Regions from separate parts of the Mus musculus genome. Here regions 1, 2, 3, 4, 5 and 6 are each linked to region 7. A link is a contact called in public HiCAR-type and promoter capture Hi-C data. All regions are on one chromosome and are shown on one strand. The core of a region is the stretch at or near the end of the contact, and the rest is flanking DNA. Distances in the headings are between cores, read along the strand shown. Region 1 holds the start of Anxa2 (annexin A2). Region 2 holds the start of Myzap (myocardial zonula adherens protein). Region 3 holds the start of Zfp280d (zinc finger protein 280D). Region 4 holds the start of Mns1 (meiosis-specific nuclear structural protein 1). Region 5 holds the start of BC065403 (cDNA sequence BC065403). Region 6 holds the start of 4930509E16Rik (RIKEN cDNA 4930509E16 gene). Region 7 holds the start of Sltm (SAFB-like, transcription modulator).

Region 1 (4,065 bases), core at 11-2,510, 1.1 Mb before region 7:
TAAGAACCTGAGTTCTGTTCCAAGTTCAGGTAGAAGGCTTTTTGGCCAACCAATCTTGCCTAATTTGTGAGCTCCAGGCCAAAGAGATACCTTGTCTCAAATAACAAGCTGGGCCAAGGTGGGTGCTCTGAAGGGACAGCATCCTAGAGGCTGACAGCGCCTTGCAGGTCATGTGTGATACACGTGACCACGTGTGATACGAGTGAACCACAAGCACACACAACTAGATGGAAGAGAATCGTTAGAACCTAGAGAAAGCAGAGAGGTAGACTCTGCAAGGACGGAGTTGAAAGACCTAGTGTGACTGGGCAGCGGTGGTGGTGTACACTTTTAATTCCAGCACTGGGGAGGCAGAGGCAGGCAGATCTCTGATTCCAGACGAGCCTAGTCTCCAGACAACCAGATCTATACAGAGAAACCCTGCCTTGAAAAACAAAAACAAAACAAAACAAAACAAAACAAAAGAACCAAAACTAGTGTTTAAGGTATTTCCAGCTCTCTTGCTAGCTTGAAGTTTAATGCGGTGTGAACAGTCACCCACAAACACAGTTCACTACTGCGTTGTTTCCTGGAAAAGCAAGCTAGAAAAGAAACAATATGACCCAGAGAAACAGTTTGTCAAGGAATGAGAAGGGGGAAAAACCTTCAATAACCTACAATTAGGAAAAGACCGTAGGACCTGGGGTGTATTGGAGTACTGGGGGAAGGAGGTACCTTCTAGCCTTACCTCTTAGTCTCCCTAGCTGGTTAGAGGCCTCTCCGCTTTGATTTACAAGGCGGAGTAGACTGTGTAAAGCAGGGCCAAGCGAACACCCTCCTCACACTGCTCCAGCTGGTGACCAGAGGTTAAGCTAATATGTTTGCAGACAGTGATGGAGAGCTGGGTGCCAACGGCCCAGTTCAGAGGAATCCAAATATATGCGCCTTGAAACAATTCTACCCTCCATTACCTCGCTGCCTAGAAGCCTTTTAAAAGCAAAAGAAGTGAGTTGGGCAAGCCAAGCAGCTGAAATCTTAATAACCCAGAGCCAGCCTGAGCAGGGCCCTGTACTCTAGGAGTAAGGGGATTTGGGCGGGGGAAATGGGTGGATACTTGTAGGGCCTGGGGAGGCGGTGGAGCTGTCACGTAGGGCAGGACTGGGCTTGGGCTACGTTCCAAGTTGGATGAGTCACCCAGCAGGGTGGGAACAGGCCGGGGAGGGAGGGGATGTGGGGCGGCCTCGCGCTGGGAGGATGGGGCGGGTATAAAAGCCCCACCCAGCCCAGCCGGGCTGCTCCGCTTCAAGGGAGGCTCTCAGCGATACGTGCCCGGCCCAGGTAAGTGGGGCGCGGCCCGGTCGCCCGCTATGGCCTCGGGGTTGCGGTGCTGAACGGGGAGCGGGCAGGCTCCGGCGATGGGGACCCCGGGAGGCACGGAGAGGGACCCACTCCACCCGGTGATCTGCGAGGCCCTGCAACAGAGTTGCAAAGTGTCCCGCAAGTGACCGTGCTCTTTGCATGCCACTCTCCTGAGGGGTCGGGGCGCAGGGGTCGGGGCGTGCTTCCCCTTGAGGTTTCCTCGGAACGGGGAGACCCTTTGTGGGGCGGGGAGCCGAGGGGGCGGCATTCCAGACGTGCTAGATGTCAGGAGGGGGACTGGGTGTGGCCGCTGGGGGAGCCTCCGGCCCAGCAGTGAGAAGTCCCACTTCGCTTTCCGCACTGCGTTCTCTCACTCTGGACCGTAACTTCTGCAATTTCAGGTGAATTTCCTTGCAACTGAGGGACGTGCCTTTGTGGAGTCGGAGCAGGGTACCTGGGGGAGGTCCAGGGGGCACCAGAACCTCAAGTCTTGACTACTGGGTGCCCTTCTTTACAATCTCAACTCAGTCTTCGTCATGAACGCTAGATTGTCTGCTAGGTCAGCGACCTCAGACTTCATTTCTTCTGGGGAGTTTGTGGCTCGCTTAGAATGTGTGCAGAAGGAAGTGTCCCCGGGTGGTTGTAGGGAACGTTGCCTTGACTGTGCTGATGCCACCATGAATCAGTTGATAGGGTCTATAGAAAAGGGCGTGGTTCCTGGGCCTCAGGTTCCAAAGCTGGCGCGGAGGGCTGTGGTTGGAGAAGTTTCTTTATCTATGAAAGTGGTTTCCGAACTCTGCTGTTGATAGCGCCACTCACACTGAGTTATTGAAGGTTTCCGAAAACAAGTTCATTCAAAAATAGCTAAATAAAGCGTACTGAAACAGTGTCATGCAAATGTAAAAGCAAAGCAAAGGCAACAAAATAACTGTTACTTGAGACAGAGCCGTAATCTCAACACTCAGAAGACTGGAGCAGCAAGATCCCTTTTGAATCCGACCTGAGCTACATAGTAAGTGAGATTCCTGTAGGGGGAAAAACCCAACTACCAAAAAAAAAAAAAAAAAAAAAAAAAGAGAGAGAGAGAGAGAGAGAGAGAGAGAGAGAGAGAGAGAGAGAAAAGAAAAAAACCATGAGCTTATGATCACGATCAAGCTTATTGGTAATTGGTAGAGTACCGTAGTAGGTTGAACTTCATTCCCAGAACTTGAAAAAGCTATTCATGTGTGAACTATTATGCCATATTCAACTCCAGCCCTTAAAAGCAACCATAAACTCTTGGAATTCAAGATCCTCAGCCTGAAACACTCAGGAGTATAATTAGGTGGGTCTGCAACTTGGACTCGGGAAGCCACTTCCCTGCCCAACCCCAACAAAGCTATAGAATGTGTTTGGAATCCCAAGCTAGCACCAGAAAAAGATTAATTTGCAGTGTATCCGAGTTCTGGCTAAAGGCAGGGGAGCAGAATGCAAACTGGGGAGGGTGAGGGGTGATCTGTGGGTAGGAAGAATAAATCACTGATGTGGGGCTCAATTTTTTTCTCCCTTAGTTCTAAAGATAGTCTTGATCAAATCATAAATCCTATCAATTGGAAACCCTTCTCCCGTTTCTGTTTCCTGCATTCCTCCCACTGTCTTGCAGCCTGTGTCCCTTGACCTGTTAGGTTGGCTTTGGAGACTTGCAGTCCCACCCACTTCCTGCTCCTTTCAGAGTATGAAGCACTCTGGATCTGAGTCAGGGAACTTGGAGCCAGCAGAGGAGACCAGGGCAGAGAGATCCCTGTCCTCTTCCGCTCTCCGAAGCACACAGCTGATCTGAAGTCCAAGGGTTTCTCCAGAAGCACCCATCAGGTCTGCTGCAGCAGGGCAACCCACTAGGTGCATCTCTCGGTTGAGGGTTTCCTGTTCGGTGTGTTAGAGGTTCAGGAAGTTTGACTAACTAGCCAGGCAGCACTTGAGGCTTTGACAGAGGCCTTGGACTGGTGCCTCAATGTTTCACATCCTGTGTCTTTGAGCTATTAAAGTACCCTATTGATTGGCATTAGGCAGGCAGTCTTGGTCATTAGCTTCCTGGCTAGTCTCTGCTTTAAGTAGTTTTCCTGGCAAGGCAGGAACTCTTCTAAATTGCTATTGATTTTTGAGGACTGTGGTTTCTCCCTGAACCTTTGGGCCCAGATTAATATGTGTGAGCATTTATGGGAATTTTTGCTCTAACTCTTGGCTTGTAGGGAGACTTGTTTCATCAAGCAAAGGTGGTTGTGTTACAAAAGGAGTACCAGGCACTATGGGCCATTTGTTTTACAAACTATCTTGTAGTATCCATGATGTCCTAATCACAGGTAATGGTACTGAGAATACACAGTGGACTGGACACACATATACATAAATATGCACACAATGTGCACATCCACACGCTCACACAAACACACTCACACATCCTTAGTTTTTAGATGCTGAACCTATTGGGAAAGAAAACAAGAGACAAGATAAGCGAATTGACTGGGCAGATAGCAATTTGACTTGACATTTTATATTTTCCTCAGATTAATATCCACTCCCAAACCTAGCTGGGTCTCCTTTCCTGGCTTTCATCCAGTTGTTAATAGAGCTGGGCTTGGAGTTGAGCTTATCCCAAAGAAGTGTACAGAATCCCTGGGTTTACCCTGTCTGCGGAATCAACTGTGAGATTTGAATAGAAGTTGACTGTTCTCTTTTTTTTTGCACCTA
Region 2 (4,375 bases), core at 524-3,023, 1.0 Mb after region 7:
GGTCACTGAACCCTGGAAATACTCTGCTCGCTCTACAAACTCATTTGTGATAATATCTGCCTCCAAGAGCAGAATGGAACTGAGTGCCCAGCCCTGGGGCACACAGAAATAGATCTATAAATATTCAGTGAGTCAGTTAGTCAATCAACACACACACACACACACACACACACACACACACACACACAGGAGCCTTTAAAAAGATTTTGTCCACAGAAGTTCTAGAATGTTCCAATCAGTCCTACATAGTCTGAATTCGGAAGCCTGAGTTCTTCAGACCAAAGTTTCGATGCAGTCTTAGCCAAAAGACAAAGCATTCCAGTATGTCCAGACATCATTCAAGAGAAAAATCTCAAAGATGCTACTGAGTCTACTGGCTATACCTAATTCACTCACAGGATCCCAGCATCAACCTAAATCAGAGTCTCCCTGTGGGTAGGGGCTGCTGCACACAGCTCAGGGCTAACTTTGTAATGATTTTATTCTTTGTCAACCTAAATTTTGTTCTGATTAAACAAAGCCTTCCATGGGAAAGAGTCAAATGCCCATCTTGCAATAGGGTAAGCCCATGGTTGGAAACTCACTAACCAAATGGGAAGCCACTTTATTAAGTTAATGACCAAGCAACCAGAGTTCTATGAGCCTTAGGTGTCTAACATATACACACAAACATAAATACACACACACACACACCACCACCACCACCACCACCACTTGGCCCTCACCCAAAAGCAACACATGCCTTTCGTCTATAAATGGAGAAAAGATAAACACTAAAGGTCAAATCAAACTAACCGGACTTGGGAAGGGGCTTTTGGAGTGGGATTTAACCTGTTAGAATGAACGGTGGAGATACGTGATTAGTGAAGAGGTAGGTATTTAATAACGTGATACCAGAAGACTCAGAAAGCTACAAGCCAAGCTCCTAGCAGACTTCTCTGAGGCCCTGATCTTCGAAGGGGCATAGAATGTCAACCTGACAAGCCTGGCCATTCTTTCAGGAGCATCTGGGAGGTAAGAACTGATTCAGCAAAGACTGTGGCTAAACACATTTCTTTAGGGAAATCTCCCTGGAGGTGATGGTCAGGGCTTAAAAAAAGAAGTTCCTGCGTAAACTAGAGTCCTGCACAGCTAGACTCCGAGGTGGTCAGCTGCTCAGCTCTGGTCTGCAAACAGGCAACCACCTTGGCAAAGCTGGCTCCTGGATCAGAGGCTGTCTGTCACTGGTGGATGGACATATGGATGATGCTCCCAACCAAGAGATGCAGAAAAGTTCACGTTTCAAGTATATTCAGGGCAGAGACCTCAGAAACCTCTCCCCTGCCTTTTTTAAACTGATGCCACATTTAAGCTTGGCTTGACAGTGGAGACGCGAAGGAGAAGTAAGTTCTAGGTATCCCAGAAAGTCCCCTAAGCCCTCTCTTCCCGCCTCGGGAGCATCCAGAGGGAGGGTCACTGTGGAGTCCCGGACTGGCCAGGAAACTTGAGCCAAGACTGAGGTATCGACAGCCAGAAGCATCCTTCTCCCCACATCCCTACAGATGGGGCGACAGGGATGGGTGCGAGAGATCCCCAGCAGCTCCTTCTCCAGCTAGCTACTTACCCTTCTACTGGGCGTTCCAGGCGACTTGGCGCCGCCACCTGAGAACAGGGTGACAGTGGACGTGGAGCGCAGCATCTCGCAGCGGCTGTGGAGCAAGGGCTGGGTGCCCGCGCTGCTCCGGGGCAGGATAAGCGTGCGGGGCGCACCCTACGCGGGGGAGGCTCAGACACTAGAAGCTACGGCTTCCGCAGGGCTGGAGCCCAGGAGGCGGGGCCTGGGAGGGGCCTGAGAGGGGCGGGGCTAGGATTCTGCCAGACTAGTCAAGCAGCATTCTCTCCCCAAAGTTGAGCGTCTCCTCTCTGTATCTCCCTGTCCAGTCTTCCTGCACACACTGTGGGTCTGGTCTCTGTATCCCCTGTCCTTTTGGCCTCACGACCCCAGAGCTTTCCATCAAACCCCAAGGACTACTGGGACCCTTGGTCTTTGTCACTTTTTTTCACGGTAACTACTGAGTGCCTATTATTTGTGCCTCCTAGTGAACGACCGACTCCTGTCCTCACAGATTTGCACCCTAATGGTGACCCTGAGAGAAGACAGTTGTCATTTCTGTGGTAGAAAACAGGTATGTGTGCTGGGAGTGTGCAACTGTCCAAAGGTCCTCAGGAGCCAGAAAGAGGCTCCCAGAGGAAGTGACTAAGCTGAAGACCAGAATTGCAAGGCTGTCCACATTCATTCAGTGATTGCTGTGTGTCCACCTGGCAGGACTGACCACCCTTTGCGTCAATCAATCTTCACAACCACGCTTTGGGGGTAGGTGTCATTATCCTGCACCCCATTTTGCAGGTGAGGACACTGATTCATCAAGGGTTGAGTAAGGCAGGAGGAGCCCCACCAGGTGTTAAGTGGCCAAGCTAAGAGGTGACCTACCCTGTCAGCCCCTAGGGCCTTTCTGGAACACTCTGCTGCCCCCTAGCAGAGATAAGCAAGGCAAGGGCAGATCTGGGACCCTTCCTTCTTAGGCATCCTGTCACAGTGCCAGGAGCTGATGGTGGAGAGAAGCTAAGGAGAGCTGGGGCCTAGTCACTAAGAACCTGGTGTGTGAGTGCTTAGGCCTTTAACATCAGGACAAAGTGCTTCGGGGGAAAGAGAGGGAGGACACAGTATCTCCATTCACCCTTCAAAGCCGAGGCAAAACCCAGCCTTCTCACCAACCTCCTAACCTGAACCCCGACGGCACCCCTGAACCTAGAAGCTTTGTTTCCCTAACTTCTGTGCACTCTCCTCTCTCTCTCTCTCTCTCTCTCTCTCTCTGTGTGTGTGTGTGTGTGTGTGTGTGTGTGTATGTGTGTGTACCCATGCACACGAGTGATCCCAAGGTTGCACCACCAGGAAAGACGTCAAAGAATGTTACCAATCAGAATTCCTCGTGATCCCACAAAACTTGCCCCTTTGGTGACAACAGTCATGTTTTCTGCAAGTCTGCATGAAAGCCGCAGGGCCTCTTCTCTGCCAGCTCTTCCTGATGCTTTCTACCAACCTCATCACCACTGTGTGTGTGTGTTTTAAGATTTACTTTTTATTTTTAATTTTGAGTTTGCCCAGGTGAGTACAGGTATCCTCAGAGGCCAAAGGCGTCCAATCCCTTGAAGCTGAAGTTAGCTCAGTTGTTAACCACCCACCTTGGGTGCTGGGAGCTGAACTCTAGTTCTCAGCAAGAGTAGTAAGGTTTCTTAATGTTGAGCCATCTTCCAGCCCTCTGCCTCTGTCCTCTTAGATCTGTATGCACTTCCTCCTCAGGCTACACAACCCCACCAGGTAGATTCTGTTAACATCTTTGATTTGCAAAGGACAAAACTAACGCCAGAGTTAATGGGTCAATAGCCATACATATCGATTCCACTCTATTCCCATCTATAGCTTCTTCAAAACAAGGAATCCATGAGAGATTTCCCTCTGTCCTCCTCCACACAGCCTCTGCTTCTAGTCCTGACATCTGTAAGCCTAAACTCTAAGTCTACCCTCCAATAAGTACTGATCAAAGGGCGGTGGTCGGGGCTGGAGGGCTAGCTCAGTGGTTAAGAGTACTTGTAGGACTTGGTCCCCAGCACCCACCTGGTGGCTAACAATAGTCGGTTGGCAACTTCAGTTTCAGGTGATCTGACACACTCTTTTGGCCTCCGTGGGCACCAGGTCTGCTGTGGTACACATACCTACATGCAGATAATACATCCATACACATAAAAAAATAAAAAATAAACCAATCTTCTAAAGGTAGATGTTAGAAGCCACTAGGAGTTAGAGATAGATGTCTGCATGGTTACCTCAGTGGAAAGAAACTAATGGTTAATGATGGTTTGCTATTTTGCCCCAAGGAGATAGGCAATGGGCTGTTTTTGCAGACACAGTCAAAACACCCTGGCATCAGTAATGTTTATTTATAGCACGGCAATCACCCAAGAGACCATCAAAGATTGATAGGCTCAGCACAGGGAGAAAGGGGATTTGCATATCTGATAGGCTCCGAGTGGACAGAAGGGGGATTTGCTTATCTACGGTTTGTGTGTTGTGCTGGTTAGTTGTTTGTCAACTTGACATAAGCTAGAGTCATCTGGTAAAAGGGAACCAACCACAACTGAAAAACATGTTTCAATCATATTGGTCTGTATGCAAGTTTATAGGGCATTTTGTTATTGTGATATGAGAGAGCCAAGCTCACTGTGGGTGGAGCACCTCTGGGAAGGTGGTCCTGAGTTATATAAGAAAGTAGACTGAGCAGGCCATACAGAACAAGCCAATAAATAATATTCCTCCATGGTGTCTGCTTCAGTTCCT
Region 3 (4,151 bases), core at 537-3,036, 1.7 Mb after region 7:
TCTTCTCCTGTCCACCTTAGCTACATGGATAGAAAACATTAGACAGTTTTATTATTTTAAAGCTAGCCAGATAACTCAACAGCTGGGTAAAGAATTTCCTGCCCCAATTCTATCAGCCAGCTCCCCACAACCTTCTCAGTCCTTGCTGGCAGCAGAGGCTACAATAATTCTAAGTGTCCCAAGATCTACATGACTTCAGCTTCCCTTTCCATCCAAATCCTGGTCCAAATTCCTCTCTCCCTGTGTCCCTTCTCTTCTGGGACCTGCAAGTCCCACCATTTTTCTTTCGTCCAGCAATTGGCTTCCCCCCTTTTTATTGACACAATCAAGAACCAAGTAGGGATACAACACCTCCCTCTTTACCTACTCCTTTAGAATTCCAGGGTATCTTGAAGACCCACTGAAACATCCAACCTGAATTGAGCAATTACTGAATTCTTGGACTTTTTGTCCATAGCCAGCCATTGTTGCTTATAAGTCATTCTAATAACCCCCCTTTCTATGCACATGGATTCATTCTCTAAGTTCAGTTAGAAAACTAATAATATAGGTACCTAACACTGAGATGGTGACTGAATTGCTAACCTCTCACCTGACCACCTGGTGTCTCTTTCAAGGAAGTGATAGGCAGACAAATCCTAAATTCACAATACTGGGCTTAGCCCACCTGCAGTGTCCTCCTTCTGTCTTTCTAATGGATCTTGCTCCTCTCTGGCTTCTAGCCCCCTGTGGTCCTGTTCTGCAGCCCTAGCTCCACTGGCCTCCTATTGGGTTCCCAGATCCCTTCCCTTAGTATCTGCAACTCACTTTATATATGTATCAGCTTTCTGCTTTTGTCCTCTGAAATCTGCTGGTCTCTTTAAACCTTTTGTACCCATTCTCTAAGTATGAAATGTATTGAGCTAGTAATTAAGACTGGAATAAAAGAAGCTTTGATCGCCGAGAGCCTGGTATCTATAGACACTGAGGCTATTTGATAGAAGGTAGCTCATAGTATTTGAGTTTATGTGTATCTGTGTTTTTTTGTCTGTATATATGCCTGTGTGCCACTTTAGTGTCTGGTGCCTACCGAGGCCAGAAGAGGGCATCAGATCCCCTGAACTGTAGTTGTGTGCCACCATGGGGTGCTGCGAACCAAATTAGGGCACTCTAGAAAAGCAACATGGGCTCTTACTCATTTTACATCTCTCCAGCCCTCGTTTTATTGCCTCTTTCTTTCTTCCTTCCTTCCTTTCTTTTTTTTTTTTTTAACAAAATCTGACATCGTTCAAACACACAAATGTCCATCTACATTTCGGACATAACATGGTGTCTGTTTCCTTACAGATCCGACTTACGATGAAGTATTCTTATAAATACATCGGCCATTTTTTTCCACCTCCAATTACGGATTACTATTCATACAATAGGAGTGAAAAAGATACCCAAACAAAAACGTACTTTCCAAAAACAACGTGGTACTATCCTGGAAACTCATCTCCTTTTCCTCTCACACCCTTCCCCATGCCCTTTAACCCTCGCACACGGAGAAGGATGGAACTCACTGCTGAGTGCCTACAAATTCTAGGCCTGAGGCGGCCATGAGCGCCACGGCCTAGCTCAGCCCGGTCCCCGCGTGTCCTCGCCGGCTGCTAGGGCCCGGCCGGCCCGGGCCTTCGAGGTCCGCAGCACGGCGCATATGGCCGCGCTCGCCTCCCGCGTTGGCGGGAAGACTGGGAGCGCGGACGCGCGAGGCCAACCCGGAGCCTACCCATGAGGCACTGCGCCCTGGCTCGCGACAGCCCCCTCCCCCCTCACGGCGCCCAGCAGCCCCGCTCCGCGATGGGAGCCGGAGCGGCCTCGGCGTACACAGCCCGCGCTCCTCCCTCGCCTCCTCCTCTTTCTCCTCCTCCTCAGGGCTCCAGTCAGGCCGAGCCGCTCCGCTCACGGTAAGCGTCCCCCGCCCCGCGCGGCCGCCCGCCCGCCCGCCCGCGAAGGCCCTCCCGCGCGGCCGCGCCGCCGCACTCCGGGGGCGCAGGGTGGGGGTCTCGGGCCGCGGCGCGTCGGCGAGAGCGCCCGGGCCGGGCAGGGCAGGGGCCGGCTGCGCATGGGGCCGGGCCCGCCATCTTGCCGGGCCTGGCGCGGGAGGGTTCCCGGCGCGACGAGGCGAGGCGGCCGGCGGCGCGGCGGCCCACAGTACAGGGCCGCCCAGCCGTCGCCTCGCCTCGTCGCCTCGCCACCGCGCAGATCCTCCCATCGCTTTCTCAGCCCGGCTGTGCTCTCGGGGGACGACTCCCCTCGGTCCTTTGTACCTTGTCCGCGGGTGTGTGTGTGTGTGTGTGTGTGTGTGTGTGTGTGTGTGGCGGAGACCCGAGCTCACAACCCAACCCACTCGACTCTTCACGCAAGAGCAGAACCCCACTGGCGTTCGCCATAACAGCCACAGAGGCCTTACCTTGTGCTAGACGACCGCTCCTATCTAGCCACCTTTCTTGTCAAAGGAATGTCCCCACTCTGCCATAGCCCCGCTATTGTCTACCAGAGGAGGGCTTTGAGGAGAACCGAGCCTGACAGATTTTCCAGCTGTGCGTTGCAGGTTTCACTTAATAAACCACAAACGAGTGGTCGCGCTGAGGTTTTAGCCTGCGCAAGAAGATGGTGTTTTCACGACCAACCTGCATTTGTAACCCGTTAGGAAAGAAATATGCTAGGAAAAAAATGGACGTTAACCTGCTGCGAGCATGGAGACTTTTGGCTTCACGAAGAAAAAAAATTTTTTTTTTAAATAGTCCGCCATACTTAAACATTTGGCTTTATTTTCAAGTTTGGACTGAATCATCTAAATACTTGGACGTCTTTTAGTGCCCTTAACCATAAATTCACACGATGGAAGTAAGAGTTTGAAGGTACAAAACCCTTCCCTTGGCATCTGTGTGCTATCTTGTTTTGAGAGATGACTGTACCAACTCAAGTTGTTTGGATGTAACTGATAGGGTGAAGGGACCGGGTTGGAGGACCTTGTGCTTTTTGATGGTCCACCATCTGCACTAAAGCCATCCTTGAGTTTGAGTGGTTGTATCTGTCATTGGTGTCAATGTTTACCTTGGGCTACTTTCGGAGACGTTTTTGTTGGCAGAGCAGTTTTGAAGGTCAGCCTCAGAAATGACGATGAGAACGCTTGGCTACCGGGGCCATTACGGAACCTTAAGTTTTAGGACTCCTCATTCAGCTCACCTCAGTATTTTATGTCCCATTTTCACTGCAGTGAGGTTCCTGAGAATAGGTGAGGAGGCACAGGCCTCCACATTTGAGAAACTCCGTTTGCCATTAGACTCTAATTTCTGGATCATTTGTTATCTTTAGATGTTATTAGTGGTCATGTTCTTTCCAAGCACACTGGGGAGTTGAATATAGCATGTTCAGATGCCTACCACCTAGTGTGAATATTTGTAAACATTTTGTCACATTTGCTTTGTCTCAGTCTGCTGAATATGTGAATGATTGCTAAAGACGTTACAGTTCACCCCTAAGTACTGGATATGTATATCAATAAAGAAAAGATAAAGGCCACTTTCTCTATACTACCGTAACAGAATACCATGGTCACACCCAAGAAAAATATTTGCTAAAATGCATTTAGTACATAAAGTTAGGGCTAAAAAACTTGAATACATTCAGGCTTAATTATTTTTTTACAATATTTCATAAATCATCTGGAACACTTCATATTATAAAAAGTGGGGAGACAGTATATGATTAGTAATTCTAGCTTTAGTCTCAGTTAAAATGTTGACTATTGAAACTGTTCCTTTTGCAATTAGCATGTAGTCTGGCATAGTTTTAGTGCTTAGTATGAATTCACCTTCATCTCTGGTAAAATAGAATCCATTCTAGGAATGACTGGAGTTAGGAAGAAAAGGAGCAGTTTTGGAGACTAGAATATGCTCAGTTTAATCAATTTGTAATTGGCCAGTCTGGTGGGGCATGTTTTTAATCCCAACACTCTGGGAGGCTGAGGCAAGTGGATCCTCCTATGTAGACTAAGCCAGCAGGGTGGTATAGTGAAACCTTGTCTCAAACAAAAGCAACAAAAACCTTTGGAATTGTCTATCCCTTGGTAAGGCCTGGAGAACAGTTGGAAACTTGGAAAACCTGCCTTTGAAAATTTGGAC
Region 4 (3,775 bases), core at 842-3,341, 1.9 Mb after region 7:
GTGAGTTCCAGGACAGCCAGAGCTATACAGAGAAACCCTGTCTCGAAAAACAAAACAAAACAAAAAATGGCAATGGGCCTAAGCAGTCACTTCTAACAACAATAAATAATAAAAGATAATATGAATAAAATGAAAAACAAACAATAAAAGAGGCCACCGTTAAAATGTATCCCTTTCAACATCACTAATGAATAATGATCCAGGACACAAAAGCCAAACCTGCAATGAGTAGATATCACTTCACCCCAGCAAGAATAGTTTTCAAAAATATTAAAAATAAAAAACATTGTTGGGAGTACTGAGAAAAGGGAACACATGTATGCTGTTGGTGGAATGTGAATAAGTGTGGCCATTATAGAATACTAGACTAAGGTCCCCCAGAGTTAAAATAGAACTACTGCCTCCTCCCCCCCCACCGTAATCTATATATCCACAGGATATGGAATCCGCATGCGGAAGGCCTCTGAATGCACACGTTAGTTGCAGCTCCATTTACAGTAGTCAAGTCCTGGTTATATCCTGTGTCCATCAGTGAATAAATGGACAGAAGAATAAGATTCAACCACAGGGAAAAACAAAGTCTTACCATTTCTGACAGTGTGGATGGAACTGGAGAGATCAGCTGAAATAATAATGGTGCTACAGATATTGCTCTGCCAGAGTGGGGCTGGGGAGATGGCTCAACGGTTTGGAGCGCCGCCTATTCCTGCAGATTACCCGGAGTTTGGGAACCAGCACCCACATGACAGCTCCAGTAACCTACCTCCAGGAATTTCTAACTCCAGTTCTAGGGGAGCTGATAACATCTTCTGGTCTTTGTGGGCATCAGGCACATAATGGCGCATAGACACTTTATTTACGTAAAGTTAAATCTCAAAAAGTTCTTAAGAAAAAAAGATAAAGTATGATTGTGAAAACACGTAGAGTCTTTAACAATGTTGATTTCACAGAAACTGTAAGCAGATTGGTGATGACAGGGGCTAGGGCAGGGGGAAATGGCGAAGGGCTAGACTGCAGTTAGCAAAATATAGTCAGAAGTACAGGGGTGCACAGCCAGGTGGGGGTGTAGGATGGTAATATGCTGTACATTACAAAAAAAAACCACACAGAGGAAAAGATTGTTTAACCCTAAAGAAATATTTTGATGTTTACTGATTTAAATATTATACAATGCACCAGGATGTTCCATGATATTCCACAAGACACAATTTTTGGTTTTAATGTATTAGCTAAAATTTAAAGTTACACAAACCACATTCTTAGTAGAGTTCCAAGGGATTGTTAGCTGCATCCTAAGTCCAAGAATGCTTTGCATTATATGCTTTGCCCCACAGTCAGTTTCATATATGATTTATTTTTGGTTTTTTGTTTTTTTTGAGACAGAGTTTCTCTGTATAGACCTGGCTGTCCTGGCTCTGTAGACCAGGCTGGCCTCGATCTCAGAAATCTGCCTGCCAAGTGCTGGGATTAAAGGCGTGCGGTGACTATTATCATTATTGTTACTAATGAATATGGGGGGGGGGGTCTAGACCACAGTGGGTGGTGCCATCCCTCGGCACGTGGTCCTGGCCTTAGAGAGCACTGGGATTGCAAGTATGCATCCACACCTGTTCCGTTCCGTTTTCACGTGCTCTCCAGTCTCACACTCCGCTAGCGATCCAGTGGCTTCTGTTCCAGGTAAGTAAATAGGTCTCGTCCGTGTCTCTAAGTTCTCAAAATATTTCATCTCTAAAATGAGTGTATCAGGGATGGAGCAATGGCTCGGTAGGGGGCCCTGCTGCTCTTTTGGAGGGCCCAGCACCCACGTTAGGCAACTTGCTACCGACTGAGGATGGTAGAGGGGCACCATCCCTCAGTCCACTGCAGTGACAAGTCCGAGCTTATTGGGGTTCCTTGGGGCTTTAGCTGGGCTCCAGACCGCAGAGATTAGCTCCCTTCGGATGTAAACGGCTCCCGCTAGGGCAAAGCGTCCGAACTTCGCGCTTTTGGCTTGGTCCTATGGAAGGAGCGCTCCTGCCTGGCAACGAAGACTCTCCGTGCTGATTGGATATTGTGCCAGCCAATGGGAGGCCGCGTCCCTCTTGGGCGGGCGGTGCATTTTTGGCGGTTGCCGGGACACAGCTTAAACTTAACCCAGCGTGCACAGGTATCCGCTGCCGTGGCTGCTGCTCCGGAAGACGCGTTTGCAACTGAGGCAGAGACCCATCCTGCCGGAGGAGGAGGTTTAAAGCCAACCGAGATGGTAAGCAGCTCGGAGGCCGGGGGAAGGGTCGGTCAGGGACTTTCAAACTGTTTATTTGTAGTCTTGAGCTCTCTGAAATACAATTTGAAGTGCGTAATCCGAGAGGTCAGTGAGAAACTTCGATTTGCTTACTAGAAGGTTCTGGGTTTTTTTTTTTTTTTTTTTCCAGGAACACTCCAGGCATTTCTGCACCTTTCCCCCTCTCATCGAAATAGATACATCTTTAAATCTGCTCTGTTGTGGGTGGGGGGAAAGGCAACTCTCTGGTGGTAAAGCTGCAGCTGGAGAGCATCCGCATCGCACTCACTGACGCTGTTGAATTTTAATTTAACTTTTCCTGCTTCCACTACAAAACAGGGACTATTAGTAGTACTCAATCAGTACGCCGTTAAGTTTACATTATCATATTTAAATATTAATTAGTATATCCTGAATTAAAGCCAAAGACCTTTTATACTGTTACCTATTTTATAGTGTTTATTATAGGGATTTTCAGCAGTATCTTTTTGAAAGAAGAATATTGAATTCTGTGTATTTCCCTTTCCCCCTCGCACTTGTAGGCGACCAAAAAGAGAGCTTTGAGCTTTAGTGAAAAGCATCAGAAGTTAGTAGATGAAAAATTCCGCAAATCATTGAACATACAAGTCATGAATAAGTTAGAGAGGCAAGCCAAGAACCAAGTGGTGCAAAATGAAAACGACGAGAAGGTGGAACGCCAGAGGTTCCTCAGAGTGCTGCAGAATGAGCAGTTTGAGCTCGACATGGAAGAAGCCATCCAAAAAGTAAGTTGCAATGTCCTTGTTAGTTTTCTTTCCTTGGAAAAGGTGAAAGATGGCTGTCAGCCCTGCCTGGAGTTGAGGAAATACAGAGAGCTGGGAACTGACTGAATCCTTTGGAGTCCTGGTTATTTTAGCTGAAGAACGTGGTGTCAGTTGGTCAGTTTGCATGCTTTTAACAACGAGCAAATCGAAAGACTTTAGAATAGCATTTGGCAAGAATATCCATTTTTGTTTTTAAACATAAGCATGAAATCCGTAATTGTTAACATCACAGTTTTGTTTATGTGAGTGCAACCGTGTTGCCTTCTCTACATTTCTAATAAGAAATTTAAGAAATTCCTTCCTTTCTAAAAATTCATGACGTTAAACATAGACACTATTAAAGTGGTAGGAGATGGACATATGTGTGAGATGTACACTTACTCATATTTTTAATTTTTGAAGAATTCAGTTATTGAATGCGTGTGTTTACATCCTGCTCTGCTGGCTAAATCTATCATGAGTATTTCTAAATATTTTTTAGGAGATTGCAGTAGAAGAGGAAACAGACAGGAAGTGAGACAAGTGAATTTTCTCCTAAGTGTGAAAAGAACGTCCCCTGTTTTGTTGTGTTTTGAGCACTAGCGTGCGGTTATGTCCAGGATTTTGAGGGTGGATCTGGAAATAGCAAAAGAAAGGCTTAAAAGTGTGTCGGCTTCCTTCTGTCCTAAGTTCCAGTAGCATAGACCTGACCCTTTAATTCTGAACAGGAAAA
Region 5 (4,131 bases), core at 670-3,169, 1.9 Mb after region 7:
ATATAAAGTAAAACTGTAAGTACTTTTGTCTAATTCCTATTTTATTTCCTGCTACTCAAAAACAAAAATTAAATGCAAGACAAAACTTGGTCTGATTCTGTTTCTTGTCCCCTTCTGCCTTCCATCTCACGAGAGGAAGCCTGGCTGCCCTGTGAGCAGCTCTCTCTCATGGGCTTGCTCAGAGCAGACCCAGAATGCTTCATCTTCCTCACACATACTTCTCTGGCTTTCACAAAGCCTTTCTGGAAGCCACTTCTGCCCAGAATGTCTGCCTCGGAGCCTCATGTCTCGTCTGTTCTATCCAGAGAAGGCAGGTTAAGCAGCCCTTTCCAGAAAGGCTTCCTTTGTCCGGACCACCTGATCTCTCTCGGGCATTCGGGTAGCTTTGCTAAATGTGGACACTGTAGTGCTGTGCACGTTAGCTTTTAAAAGCAAATGTTTGATCCCTGGTATACTTTGATCACTTGGGTACACTCGGACAGATAGCAGTGTCCTGCTTAGTTTCCTTTCCCTGAACCTTAGAACCGGGAGGGTAGAGCATCGGGCTGGATCGGAGCGCCACCTACTGGTACAGGTGTTAAAGACTGTCAGCTACATTGTGGCGTCCTCAGTGGTCTCAGGCACACACATTTACATACACTCAGTCACGAAGCAACTCCCAGTTGAATTAAGTACTGCAGAATGTGCTACAGCTAATTCAGACTTCATTCCAGTTTTAATAAGATCTATTTTTTTTCCAAAAGAAACACAATAGTGGGGGGGAAAAAAAGAAAGAAAATACTCGGTACTCAGGATATGAATGAAATGGCATCTCCAGAGGGCCGATGGGAATCCTGGACTTGCTTACTGGCTGTTTTGCAAAACAGGTTTTTAAAAAGTTACTTTTCAAAAATCATACACGAAATGAGGAACCAAAACAGTCGGGTATTAGGATCCGTTTAGAAAGCCCTAAGAAGTGGCTTTATAAAGAAGACTAGCTGGTTGGTCTGTTTATTCCAGGACAGTCATCCTTCTGTAAGATCTCCCCGCAGAACTAGCCACGTTTATGCCACAAACACCCGAGTAGGTGTGAATGCTCGGTGCAGATAGCAGAGTAATACTAGCAATCCTTAATCCCTAAAAGGATGTCATTTTTCAGTTTATTAAATATTTTCTCAACCCTTATCAATCTTAACTTTTCCAATCTTAGAAAACAATTTGTTTTGTGAGTAGATATAAATAAAACATACAGAAGTTGCTCTCTAAATCGAGAGAAAACTTTTCTTTGCGCACACTGGGGCCCGATGTGGATAACAGGATCATTAGCGACCAAACAGATGATGCCTCTTTCTCTCTAACAGAGACTCGCTCAGCGGCAGAGAGCCCTTCAATTCCAGCAGAGAGGTGAGCTCAGAACTTGTCACTGGTTTCTGCTTGTACTTAATCTTCCTGTTTATTCTTGCTTCATTAAAGTCAATCTCCACAGGGCAGACTGTCATCCGAGCTCGGCCCATCCTGCTGTCTGCGCTCTCCAGAGAGCGTGCTTGATCCTGATAAACAGACTGCGAGCCAGGCATGTGACTGAACGTGACTGAACTTCTTAAGGGAAATAGAAGACATAAAGGCGCCCCTCCCACACCCTCACAGCAGAATTTGTCAGGCAGGGCCATCCTCTCAATGGGGATGATGCTTTTCCAAAAGCCTGCCTTTCAGACTGTCTGAAGTGAGATAGAGGGTACTTACTGTTATCGTTGTGTGGCACGAGGCCCTTCAGGTTGCCTTAGCTGATGTCATTCATCTGCCAGGCCCCTCTCTTGGGATTCAGTATCATCTAGAAGCTGTCTCCTGAATGATGTGCTACCCCGCTAGGAACTGCAGACAAAGATACTGTCTGTGTTAGTTACTTCCTCATAGCTCTGACCACACGTCAGACTATCCCAGCATCCTCAAGATTTCAACATGAGAAAGCAAGAAAGGTCTTGAAGTCTGGACCCTTCCAGTAACTACTAGAAGTCCTATTGGAGGATTTACTACCCCACCCAAAGGGCTACTCTGGGCTTCCGGCCACCGTTCAGTTTCTCAGTGGTAAGAGCATTAGTGAAGTGGATTGACAGCTCAGCAGAGAAAAAGCTGCCCCAGCCGCTGTGGGGTTGGGGTGGGGTTGCAGCCTCTGCAGAGCCTCCCACGCTCAAAAGCTCAGCTCTCTACTCCATCTCTGGGCAGTGGCTTTTCCCTTGTACCTCTTACTTTGATCCTGTTTCTTGGCTTTTCTTAGGATGTATTATTTAGCACTTTATTCTTTTCCATCTTAAAATTGAATTGTTAAGTTAGGGGCTAGAACCAAGAGTTTGTGGAAATGGTTATGCAGTTCCTTCTATTAGGGGACTAGGGGAGTGTACTGAGTGAAGTTTCTCTTCTGGGTGCTGCTGGGAGACGAAGACTTCTGAGAGGTGAGGTATCAGGCCTTTCTTTGAGCATTGACAAAGAGGACATGTTGAGGTCCCCAAAGGAAGAACCCTCAAGGGAGCGGCCAGAGAGAGTTCAGGTGGGGGAAGTCGCAGGTCAGTTGAGGGACTTGGTTGATTTTTATGGCAACAGTGGCATCTGAACTCAGTCATGAAGGGTTTGGTTGCTCTGTGACATGGATACTTTGATTTTATCATTGTCAAGAGCTGAGAATACCACTTTTCATAAACATATATAGCACAAAATGTTAGGAGTGTCATTAGAGTCATTTCAGAAGTTGTTGAAGCTAAAATTTCTTTATTGGTTTCTTTTATGAAATTCAAGCCGGTAGTCAATAACAACTGGATTCAAGATCAAGCATTCCAACACAATTCAATCCAACAATATGCTAATTTGATGCTCACATAGTAAAGAATGATGAAACGAGAGAGCTGGCGAGATGGCTCAGCCGGTTAGAGCACTGACTGCTCTTCCAAAGGTCCTGAGTTCAAATCCCACCAACCACATGGTGGCTCACAACCACCTGTAAAGAGATCTGACGCCCTCTTCTGGTGTGTCTGAAGACAGCTACAGTGTACTTATGTATAATAACAAATAAATCTTTGGACTGGAGCGAGCGGAGCCAACCAGACTGAGCAGAGGTCCTAAATTCAATTCCCAACAACCACATGAAGGCTCACAACCATCTGTACAGCTACAGTGCACTCACATACATAAAATAAATAAATCTTAAAAAAAGAATGATTGGACAAAAATATTAAATGTCTTTGTTTTATATAATCTGTATATGTCTCTATATATGTCTTCTATATGTCTCTATGAGAATTGAAGACCTTGTATGTACAGAAAAAATACAAAATCCAACATACAGTAGCTCTGGCCTGAGCTGGGGTGATTCAGGCAGTGACCATGGGTGCTGTGTGGTGTCACAGTTCACCTGGTACATACAGACTGGCATGGTATGTTCAGATCGGAGGCTATAATGAAGTCACATGAAGCAACAAAGACAAGTACTTATACAGACACACTGATGCGTTGCATGCTTAGTTGGGAGTTAATTGTTTATGATTCATGTAGAAACCTTTCATTGTTGTCCAGACCGTCTCAGCCCCACATTCGCTTACCCCCATGTGGGACCACCACCCAGTTTAAGACGATGGACTTGTGGGTCCCAGTATCACGCTAGCTCTTATTTTTACGTCTCAAACCTTAGGACCAATCTACCTTTATACACTTGGAAAAATAATAGTCAAGTGCTTTAGCAGAAGTATAATTTCCCATTGTTTAATATGGCACAATATGTCAAGATCTGTCCACTTCAACTTTCCTCGTCTCCCAAATGTTCTTTATTCATGTTACCTGGCCATGACAGTGAAAAGAGAGATGAGACCCAAATAGCAAGCTTTTGAATGTATAGTGAAGGTTTTCCTAGCCAATCCAAGTAAATGTTTGGGGGACAGTGAACCTGAGGCTTGCTGAGCTGGGAGCCTTGTCTCCAGCTTGCATGCCCTGGCTCCCTCTAGTGTCCTTGGCTCAACCTTTTTTCCACAGAATTGAAGTATTCAAAATCTATACACTATTGAATGGAGGATTCACAGCCCACTTCAGCTGCGGCTTCCTTTTAACACCCCAAGTGACTCTTATGCATTGCTTTATCCACAGCAACTGTTCAAGCTTCTGTTATCT
Region 6 (3,859 bases), core at 1,300-3,799, 2.0 Mb after region 7:
TGAGTTTTATCTCACTAATCCCTAGAGATAAATGTATAATGTATCATAATTCATACATACATGCATATATACATATATTATATGTAGTGTAAATATCTGGAAAGCTTTATAAGGGAAATGAAGTTTTCATACATAAGATTAATAGAAAGGGGGCTGGAGAGATGACTTAGTGGTTGAGAGCAGTGTCTGTTCTTCCAGAGGACCTGGGTTCAATTCCCAGAACCCACATGGAAGCTTACAACTGTCTGTAACTCCAGTTCCAGGGCACCTGACACCCTCACACAGACATACATGCAGGCAAAACACCCCAATGCACATAAAATAAAATAAGTAAAACTTTAAAAGAAAATACTAGAAAAAAGTTAATAACTGAATTTAAATGTTATTTACTAAACACCTACGAGCCATGAATTACGTCCCAGGACTGCTACCACACATTACTCTGCTTCAGAGGTATCCACAGCCACTTTGTCAATTCTCTTGTTAGACCACTGCAGTGGGTTACAAATCACTCTCCATGCTGTCTCTGACTGTAAAACCAGAGTTTTCCTTCCCAGCTCAATTGGCATTCCTCAGACTGTTTTTTTCCCCATTGTCATACACACCCTCGAGGGGAAGTTTACACTTTCCGTGACTGGGATCTGCTCATAACCAATGCTATCTTAAAAATTCATATTCACTAAAATGTTTTCTATTCACTCCCATGGGGGTGAACTGAAACTGAGAAAATGAGCCACCATGATTCTAAGTTGGCCTTTACTCTCTGGGTTTGCCCTGAATCCCTACCCAAGGTTTAAGGTAACTTTACCACTTTTTTTTTTTTCAAGTTTCTTTAAAGCATAGTTTATTTAAATTCAGTCTCCTATGAAAACTGTAACAAAGCCCAAATTTACCTCTCAGATGTTAAGTGTGAGCAATGATCTTTCTTTTCCTGAAAGGGTGTCTCATTCTGGCAAGAGGATGTCTTCAGTCTGTCGCTATATGAAAACCCTCTCATGGCTGGTTGAACCTAATGCTTCCAGATGTCTGCTCCAACTGCCATGCTGCCAGTCCCCAAGGCCCTAAGTCGCCGTAAACGCACTCTGTTCAGAATCGCCGCTAGAGGGCAAATCGGGGCTGTAACTCTGCTGAGCCCTCTAGCGGTGACTGTGGGATGCGTGGCTCTTTATGGAACCTATTAAAAACTGAAAAGTTGCACTCGGGAAGCCAGCCTGTGTGACACCGGTAGTGAAGTTATTTTAAAGACATCTCGGTTCTCAACTTCCTTTTCTTAAGGTCTTTAGCAGGTCCTAGTTACCTTTCTTTGTTGATTCTCCCCCTCCCCCCCCTCCCCGAATGTGGCAATGTGAGGCCATCACTCTTCGGGTTTAAAAAAAAAAAATTAGAAAAAGGGGTCTGGGCCACTTTTCCCATTGTCTTTTTATATCATCTTCCCCGTGAATACAGAATTATAAATATGCATTCTGGAACACAGTCTGGATCCTCAGGAGGAAACTGTATTTTGCAAGGGTGTCCTTGCCTCCACCCATCCAGGTGCAAACATTCAGAGTATGGGCTTCCAGTCTGTATGAACCAGGCCTGAGGCCACATGGACAAAGCAAGAGAGTTTCAGGCCAAGGCAGGGAACAGAGCACTCAAAAGACCACGCAATCCAAGCCAATCAGATTCACCACCCACTAGAAGTCTGAAAGGTGGCAGGGCCTCCTAGCTCAAAGTCCATCCAGGAAAGTGGCCAGAAAATCTGACAGGGCCAAGTCTGATAGAAACACTGTCAGAGAAGTTACGGGCTGGGAGGCTCATTACAGCCACAGGCACTGAGAAAGGTCAGTGCGAGCTGTGCAGCTGTTCCATCTGGTGCCAGAGGCTTTGGCTGCTGTCTTCTACACCCAGGCGCTTAGCCTTCCTGACCAGCCCCACCTAGAAAAGCTAATTCTTCTGCTCTTCTAAGAGGAATGATTTGTTGGAGGCAGGGAGTCTCACTCTCAGCCAGCAAAGCTGTCTATGAATGGGAAGGGGGCGAAATGGTGGGCAGTCTCTGGCTGGGGTGAGTTTAGATGGCTGCGAAGGAAGAGCTCTTGGCTGAAGCTCGCGCCTCCATGTTGTATTACATGTGTTCCTTTTGAGAAACAGGAGGGGCCTTGGCTGCCAGGGACCCTGACAAGCCGCGACTTGAGCTGTGTGTCTCCGAGCCTGGGCTGAATTGGGAGTGTAGAGCAGGGAGGGCACTCCTGGCATAGGGGGTGGGGTGGGGAACAGCATGGGCAAAGGCACCAAGGAAGAATGAATCTGCTGCGCGCTGAGGATGGCATGGAGACTTCACTGATTGGAGCTGGGAGTTCTTGCAGGGGGGATGGAGGCGGCTGTGATTGGACGGCTAAAGTGGGGCCAGATTTGGAGGGCTTTGAATGCCCGACCGAGGAGCACTTCCACCAGCTTGCCACTTGCCATTTTCCGACCAGACCGAGTAGGCTCGCTGCGCTAGCTCGTCGAAAAGCTCTCACCTGCTCCAGCTCAGTCCGGTGGCTGAGAGAGGAAGCAGTCCTGACTAGTAGAGGGGAAACGCTCGCGAGCGTGTAGTGGGGGCGGGAGGGCGTGTAGATTCGTTTCACCTTACACACTAGGAAGCGATCAATTCTCCCTTCCACGCCGCACGGTGGCACAGGTCCACTCCCTGCCGCCGTCACGCGAGCCCGCTCCCCGCCCCCAACACGCCCCCCCAACCCCCTCGGCCGCCGCAGCCACCCGACCGCTCCCTCGGGGCCCCCGCCGCGGCTTCCTGGGCCCGCGGCCCGTAGCCGCTCCGCTCCGCCCCGCGCGCTCCGCGCCCCCCTGCGGCCCCCGCGCCGCGCCCGCACACGCGCGTCCACGCCCCCCGGCCGCGCGGTAGGTGTTGTGCCGTCTGCGCCGGGCCGCAGTGCGGCTGCGCGCGCTGGGCTGCTCCGGGCTGGCAGGGCAGCAGTGGCCGCGGCGGCGGCGGGGCCGGGAGCGAGCGAGGGAGCGAGCGGCGTGGGGGAGCTCGGAGGCGCCAGGCCCCCGGGGGAGGGCGGCCGGGGAGGCAGGCCCCCCGAGAGACCCGTCGGGTTGGATTTTGGGGCCGAGGGGGCGCCCGACCACGGACCTCGTTCTTCAGACGCCCCCCAGCCCCGGCCGCTGACGGGGGGCTGAGGGGCGCCGCCATGCCTCTGCCGCGGTGACGCGCGGGGCCGTAAGGAGAACCGGGAGAGGAACCGTGACGAGAACCGCGAGGAGAACCGGGAGAGGAACCGTGACGAGAGCCGCGAGGAGCCGCGCGGTCTCCCCGGGGATGTCCCTCAGGCGGCCGGAGAAAGCGACTCACTCGAGCCCTGGGGTATAGGCCTAGCTTATCCAGCTTCCTTCCTTCCTCCTCTTCCTCCCCCTCCTCCTCCTCTTCCTCCCCTCCCCCTCCTCCTCCCCTCGTCGTCCTCCCCTCCGCGTCTCTTCCCTCACCCTTCCCCGCGCCCCCATCTTCCCTCCCTCCCCTCCAGCAGCGATGGCAGAGGAACAACAACAGCCGCCACCACAGCAGCTCGATGCCCCTCAGCAGCTTCCCCTCAGCGCCCCCAACCCCGGGGTGGCTCTGCCAGCCCTTGTGCCCGGGCTGCCAGGGACAGAGGCCAACGCTCTGCAACACAAGATCAAGAACTCCATCTGGTAAGAGGATCCTCCATCGCTGGGGTAGAACAGCCTAGGCACATTGCTGCTGCAAAGGGGATGGGGGGCGGCGGCGGCATCCGAAGGGGAGGCTAATGCATTCATTGAAGGTGGGTTTCCAGAGCCGGGTGCATGGCTGTGCCACCTCTGGACGGGGGAAGGTTGCACCCACCCCTGGTCTCCTTAG
Region 7 (3,889 bases), core at 911-3,410:
TCACTGAGAACTGAAGACTATCTGTTTACTCTTTACCTGATTTGAGGGAAGCAGTCTCAGCATTTGGGAAAGTGCTTCTTTCTCAAGGGTATCAGATAAGAATACATAGATCTTCATTTTACTCACTATTAGAGGCCCCCTTTTGTTCTTAAAAGGAAACAGCCGAATAAAAATTCCTTCCCTTTGGCTATATCATTACCTTGGGAGTTAGTAATATGATCCCTGGCTAAGAGAATCCACAGATGCTGCTCCAGAAGACAAGATAAGAACAATGATAGAATAACACCTAAGGTTTTACTGCAACCATGGCCAATAGCTGTTGGCCCTTAGGCAAATCTTAACATCTTCATTTATTGTGAAGGGATATGGAGGGATGAAATTGGTATGGAAGATCAAGAATCTTTTGAATTCTAAAATTTGGTGAGTGTGACAAACTAATTTGTGGTATAAGAGAGTGGAACTTGGAATCAGAAGATCTAAGATTATTAGCACAGCACTGGCACACACAAGCCATATGTGTAAGCCATATTTTATAAGTCACTTAATCTCTTTTAGCAGCTGGGAAGAATTAAAGGGGTTGTTATATCCCAGAATTCCTTAAAAGTCATAAAGAAATGCTGAACTGACTGACTGCCAGGTATGATTTTATAACGTCCAGTTTTCCTCCATTTGAACCAATGATTCAGAAAGAGCAACCCAAAGTAAGGCACACCTCACCCTTACTATTTATTTATTTATTTATTTATTTATTTATAAAGGTAGGATTCCTCTGTGTGTAGCAACCCAAAGTAAGGCACACCTCACATTTATTTATTTATTTATTTATTTATTTATAAAGGTAGGATTTCTCTGTGTAGCCCTGGCTGTCCTGGGTCACTCTGCAGATACCAGGCTGGAGTGTAGTGTATCTCAGAGATCCACAAGCCTCTCTCCCCTTAGTGCTGATAGGCATGTCCCACCACTGCCCAGTCCAATTTAAGTTTTATAACCAGGAAACTGGAGAAAGATGTAAAACAAAACAACCTCAACCCCACCTTTGTTAGCACCTTAGCATTCCTTCTAGGCTCCGCCCAACACTTACCTAGCAACAGCCAGGTAGGCCTGGATGGGAATGTCCCCCCCCCCCCTTTGACTCCTTTCTTCCTCTCCCCTCCCCCCTCCACGTGTTCTTGGCCGGGCTCTTCTCTTCTGTCTTCTCCCTTTCTCTGCCTCTACTCCCTTCTCAGCTCCCCTTGCCATACCCCCAAATAAACTCTATTCTATACTAGACCAGTCTTATGGATGGTACCTGGGGTGGGGATGCCTCAGCATCAGCCGGATGAGGCAGTCCCTCCCACCGCTCTATACCTCGCTCTACAAAACATACCCTTGCCTTTACAAAACATCACCCACCAGTAAATGTTAATTCAGTTCCCTGTGTTTCCTAACTTTGTCCAACTTTGTGTTAATTCTATAGATATTTACGCTGTGATGATTAATAATATTAAAATTACTAAGAGATACTATGCGGGCTATTTCTCCATAAAGTGGCCCCTGTCCTTGACATACCAAATGCTGGCGGCGCAGGGCAGAGGATACTGTATAGGATCAGGGCAACATATACTTTTAAGTTATTCTCCTTTTGTGAACAATTTCATTGAGCCATCAGGCCCGTCGGAGGGGATGGGCAAGCTGAGGCAAACGAGGAGAGGACGTTTGCCTGGTAGTTTTCAGGCAAAGAGGGGCTAAGCTTCAGGGGGTCACAGCGTGACACTGTCCCCTGGGCTCTCGGCCTCAGGTTTCGCTGGGCGTTCCGGGGCGGAACCCGCCGACCTAAGTTCACTAGTATACCCCGACCACCTTTCCACGATGATTCCGTACTTCTTCCGGGAAGGCTGGCGCACACGCCCCCTCATTTCGGTGAAGAGACGCACCTACTCTCCCTACTATGGGGTGCCTCTCAAGTGGCGATGGCTCTAGGTAAGAGATGAGAGGAGAAGGAGGCTAATGGAGAGGCGGGAACCGTGGTACCGAGGACAGCTGAGCGGTTGGACACGCGGAGACTTTCCCGGGACCACGCCAGAGGCCGAGCCACCGGTCCGCTGCGAGCTCCGCCCCCTCCATGCCTGCTCAGTGCGCACGCGCACCCGTCATCCGGGTGCCGCTGCAGGTTGCGCTGGAGCAGAGTCGGGGGCGTGGTCCCCGTGGGGGGGCGTGGTCAGTGGCTCATTGTGCGCAGCGTAGCGCGGCGCCGCTGGCCGCCCGGGGCCCGGGTTGGAAGTTGGTGCTGCCGCGGCCACCGCCTCCACCGCCGCTGCCTCCTCCTCCGCCGCCGCCGCCGCCCTGCAGCCCACTAGCTGCCTCGGCAGCGCGTTGCTTTCCCAAAATGGCTGCCGCTGCCGGGGCCGTGGTAGCCTCGGCCGCCTCTGGGCCGGCGGAAGGGAAGAAGATCACGGAGCTGCGGGTTATCGACCTCAGGTCCGAGCTGAAGCGCCGCAACTTGGACATCAACGGGGTCAAGACGGTACTGGTCTCCCGGCTGAAGCAGGTGAGGCCCGGACGCTGCGCGCAGGGCAGCGTAGGCCGCGCCGTTTAGGTGCTACGCTTCCGCGGTCGGGGCGGACCGGGTGGTGCCTGTGCGTGCCCGGCGCGCGGGGCCCGCGCCTCCGCGAGGAGCCTGGCCTTCCAGCGGCCTCGCGAGCCGCCGCCGGTCGCGCCCCCTGCCTCCCCTGGGACGCCCTCTCCATCGGCTCTGCGGCCTGCGGAGGGTGGAGCTGCAGACCCTGGGCGGCGCTGGGTACCCCGGCCTACGGGCGGTGCGCAGCGCGTGCATCTCTCGGGCTCCGAGGCGATGGTTAGTTTGCTGACTTGGCCGAAGTTACCGTTTAATTGTGTCCAACCGTTTCTTCACCCCTGTTCAGAGAAATCCGTAGTGGGAGTTGATGAGTGGATGAGAAGGGAAGATTCATCTTTTTTTTTCCCCACTAGGCTTTTAACTGATTTATTTTTAATTCTTAATTTCTGATTGCATCAGCGTAATCATCCACGTTCTCAGTCCTGTTAAGCTTTCAGGTTTATTCGCGTGAAGCCTTGGAATCGGAGACGGGAACAAGTGTACGCAATACGTTAGGAAAACTCTTCCTTATTTAAGTAGCTACAAACTTTCTGTAATAGAACATATTTAGGTTCTTGTTCAGTATATGTGACATGGAACCATCGACTGGGTGGAATTTCAAGTTCCAGGACATTTCGATACTCAATGACACCCTCCACCCCTTTCTGTGTAGCATAATTACTCGTTTGTGAAGTCGGTTTGTAAAATAACTGGCAATTCTAATGTTTTGAGGCTGGAGGTTTGGTAATATATTTTCATTAAGTTTTTATAAAATAAGTTTAGATAGTTTGTGTAGCATATTAACTTCTCTTTCTAATGTAGGCTATTGAAGAGGAAGGAGGCGATCCAGATAATATTGAATTAACTGTTTCAACTGATACTCCAAACAAGAAACCAACCAAAGGCAAAGGTTGTTACGAGTTCTGAACATATTTTAAAATATATTTTGGTTCTATAACTTGGCTCTGCTCTTGTACCACTCGCCCTGTTTATATAGTGCTATTCTTTGCTATTTCCCTCTGGCACTCTGCCTTCTTGGGTCAAGGAAGAAAGTTACTGTTAGCAGGCTCTGAGTAACTTGCAGCCTTTCAGATTCGGCTGAAGATGACCAGAAAATAAGAAAGTTCTTTATTGATTCTGGGGAAAGGTACAAAGTTAAGTTGCATACCGATCCTTCATAGTAGGAATATCTGAAGAAAGAAATACAGTTTGATCCATGTCTACCTTGCCCCACAATTGGCAGAGTTTTGGTGAAATTCCCACTAGACCTTTCCTTGGCTCTTTGCTGTTCTCTCT

Evidence for each region. Promoter capture Hi-C pulls out the DNA fragments that hold promoters and counts their contacts. HiCAR-type assays count read pairs that join an accessible place to other places.
Region 1: a promoter capture Hi-C map of hippocampal neurons shows a contact between it and region 7, with 2.7 times the contacts expected there. The contact joins the promoter of Anxa2 here to the promoter of Sltm in region 7. A contact is called at or near these places in 1 of 39 promoter capture datasets (hippocampal neurons) and 1 of 115 datasets of contacts at active chromatin or transcription factors (extraembryonic endoderm stem cells).
Region 2: a contact with region 7 is called in a promoter capture Hi-C map of pre-B cells. The contact joins the promoter of Myzap here to the promoter of Sltm in region 7. A contact is called at or near these places in 3 of 39 promoter capture datasets (hippocampal neurons, pre-B cells and stem cell-derived epiblast-like cells).
Region 3: a HiCAR-type map of astrocytes shows a contact between it and region 7, with 5 times the contacts expected there. The contact joins the promoter of Zfp280d here to the promoter of Sltm in region 7. A contact is called at or near these places in 4 of 39 promoter capture datasets (hippocampal neurons, liver, pre-B cells and 1 more), 1 of 115 datasets of contacts at active chromatin or transcription factors (astrocytes) and 2 of 9 other capture datasets (adipose tissue and liver).
Region 4: a promoter capture Hi-C map of erythroid cells shows a contact between it and region 7, with 13 times the contacts expected there. The contact joins the promoter of Mns1 here to the promoter of Sltm in region 7. A contact is called at or near these places in 3 of 39 promoter capture datasets (erythroid cells, hippocampal neurons and liver).
Region 5: a contact with region 7 is called in a promoter capture Hi-C map of erythroid cells, with 22 times the contacts expected there. The contact joins the promoter of BC065403 here to the promoter of Sltm in region 7. A contact is called at or near these places in 3 of 39 promoter capture datasets (erythroid cells, liver and pre-B cells) and 1 of 115 datasets of contacts at active chromatin or transcription factors (astrocytes).
Region 6: a promoter capture Hi-C map of liver shows a contact between it and region 7, with 3 times the contacts expected there. The contact joins the promoter of 4930509E16Rik here to the promoter of Sltm in region 7. A contact is called at or near these places in 4 of 39 promoter capture datasets (hippocampal neurons, liver and pre-B cells), 1 of 484 Hi-C or Micro-C datasets (embryonic stem cells) and 1 of 9 other capture datasets (liver).

The regions. Positions count from the first base shown.
Region 1 is chr9:69,452,423-69,456,487 of GRCm38.p6, forward strand. Anxa2 (annexin A2) reads left to right here and starts at 1,261. Exons shown (of 13, transcript NM_007585.3): 1 at 1,261-1,317.
Region 2 is chr9:71,590,587-71,594,961 of GRCm38.p6, forward strand. It overlaps Myzap (myocardial zonula adherens protein), which reads right to left and starts at 1,774. Exons shown (of 13, transcript NM_001033208.4): 1 at 1,604-1,774. The coding sequence starts at 1,678.
Region 3 is chr9:72,273,102-72,277,252 of GRCm38.p6, forward strand. It overlaps Zfp280d (zinc finger protein 280D), which reads left to right and starts at 1,787. Exons shown (of 22, transcript NM_146224.5): 1 at 1,787-1,928.
Region 4 is chr9:72,436,438-72,440,212 of GRCm38.p6, forward strand. It overlaps Mns1 (meiosis-specific nuclear structural protein 1), which reads left to right and starts at 2,092. Exons shown (of 10, transcript NM_008613.3): 1 at 2,092-2,242; 2 at 2,803-3,024. The coding sequence starts at 2,240.
Region 5 is chr9:72,407,948-72,412,078 of GRCm38.p6, forward strand. BC065403 (cDNA sequence BC065403) reads right to left here and starts at 1,920. Exons shown (of 2, transcript NR_152222.1): 1 at 1,723-1,920; 2 at 697-1,541. It overlaps Gm27230 (a long non-coding RNA gene), which reads left to right. Exons shown (of 8, transcript XR_003948355.1): 6 at 1,341-1,383; 7 at 1,466-2,064; 8 at 2,770-2,948.
Region 6 is chr9:72,529,309-72,533,167 of GRCm38.p6, forward strand. It overlaps 4930509E16Rik (RIKEN cDNA 4930509E16 gene), which reads right to left and starts at 2,550. Exons shown (of 3, transcript NR_045735.1): 1 at 2,502-2,550. Rfx7 (regulatory factor X, 7) reads left to right here and starts at 2,932. Exons shown (of 9, transcript NM_001033536.1): 1 at 2,932-3,672. The coding sequence starts at 3,512.
Region 7 is chr9:70,540,555-70,544,443 of GRCm38.p6, forward strand. It overlaps Sltm (SAFB-like, transcription modulator), which reads left to right and starts at 2,161. Exons shown (of 21, transcript NM_025690.4): 1 at 2,161-2,527; 2 at 3,416-3,503. The coding sequence starts at 2,366.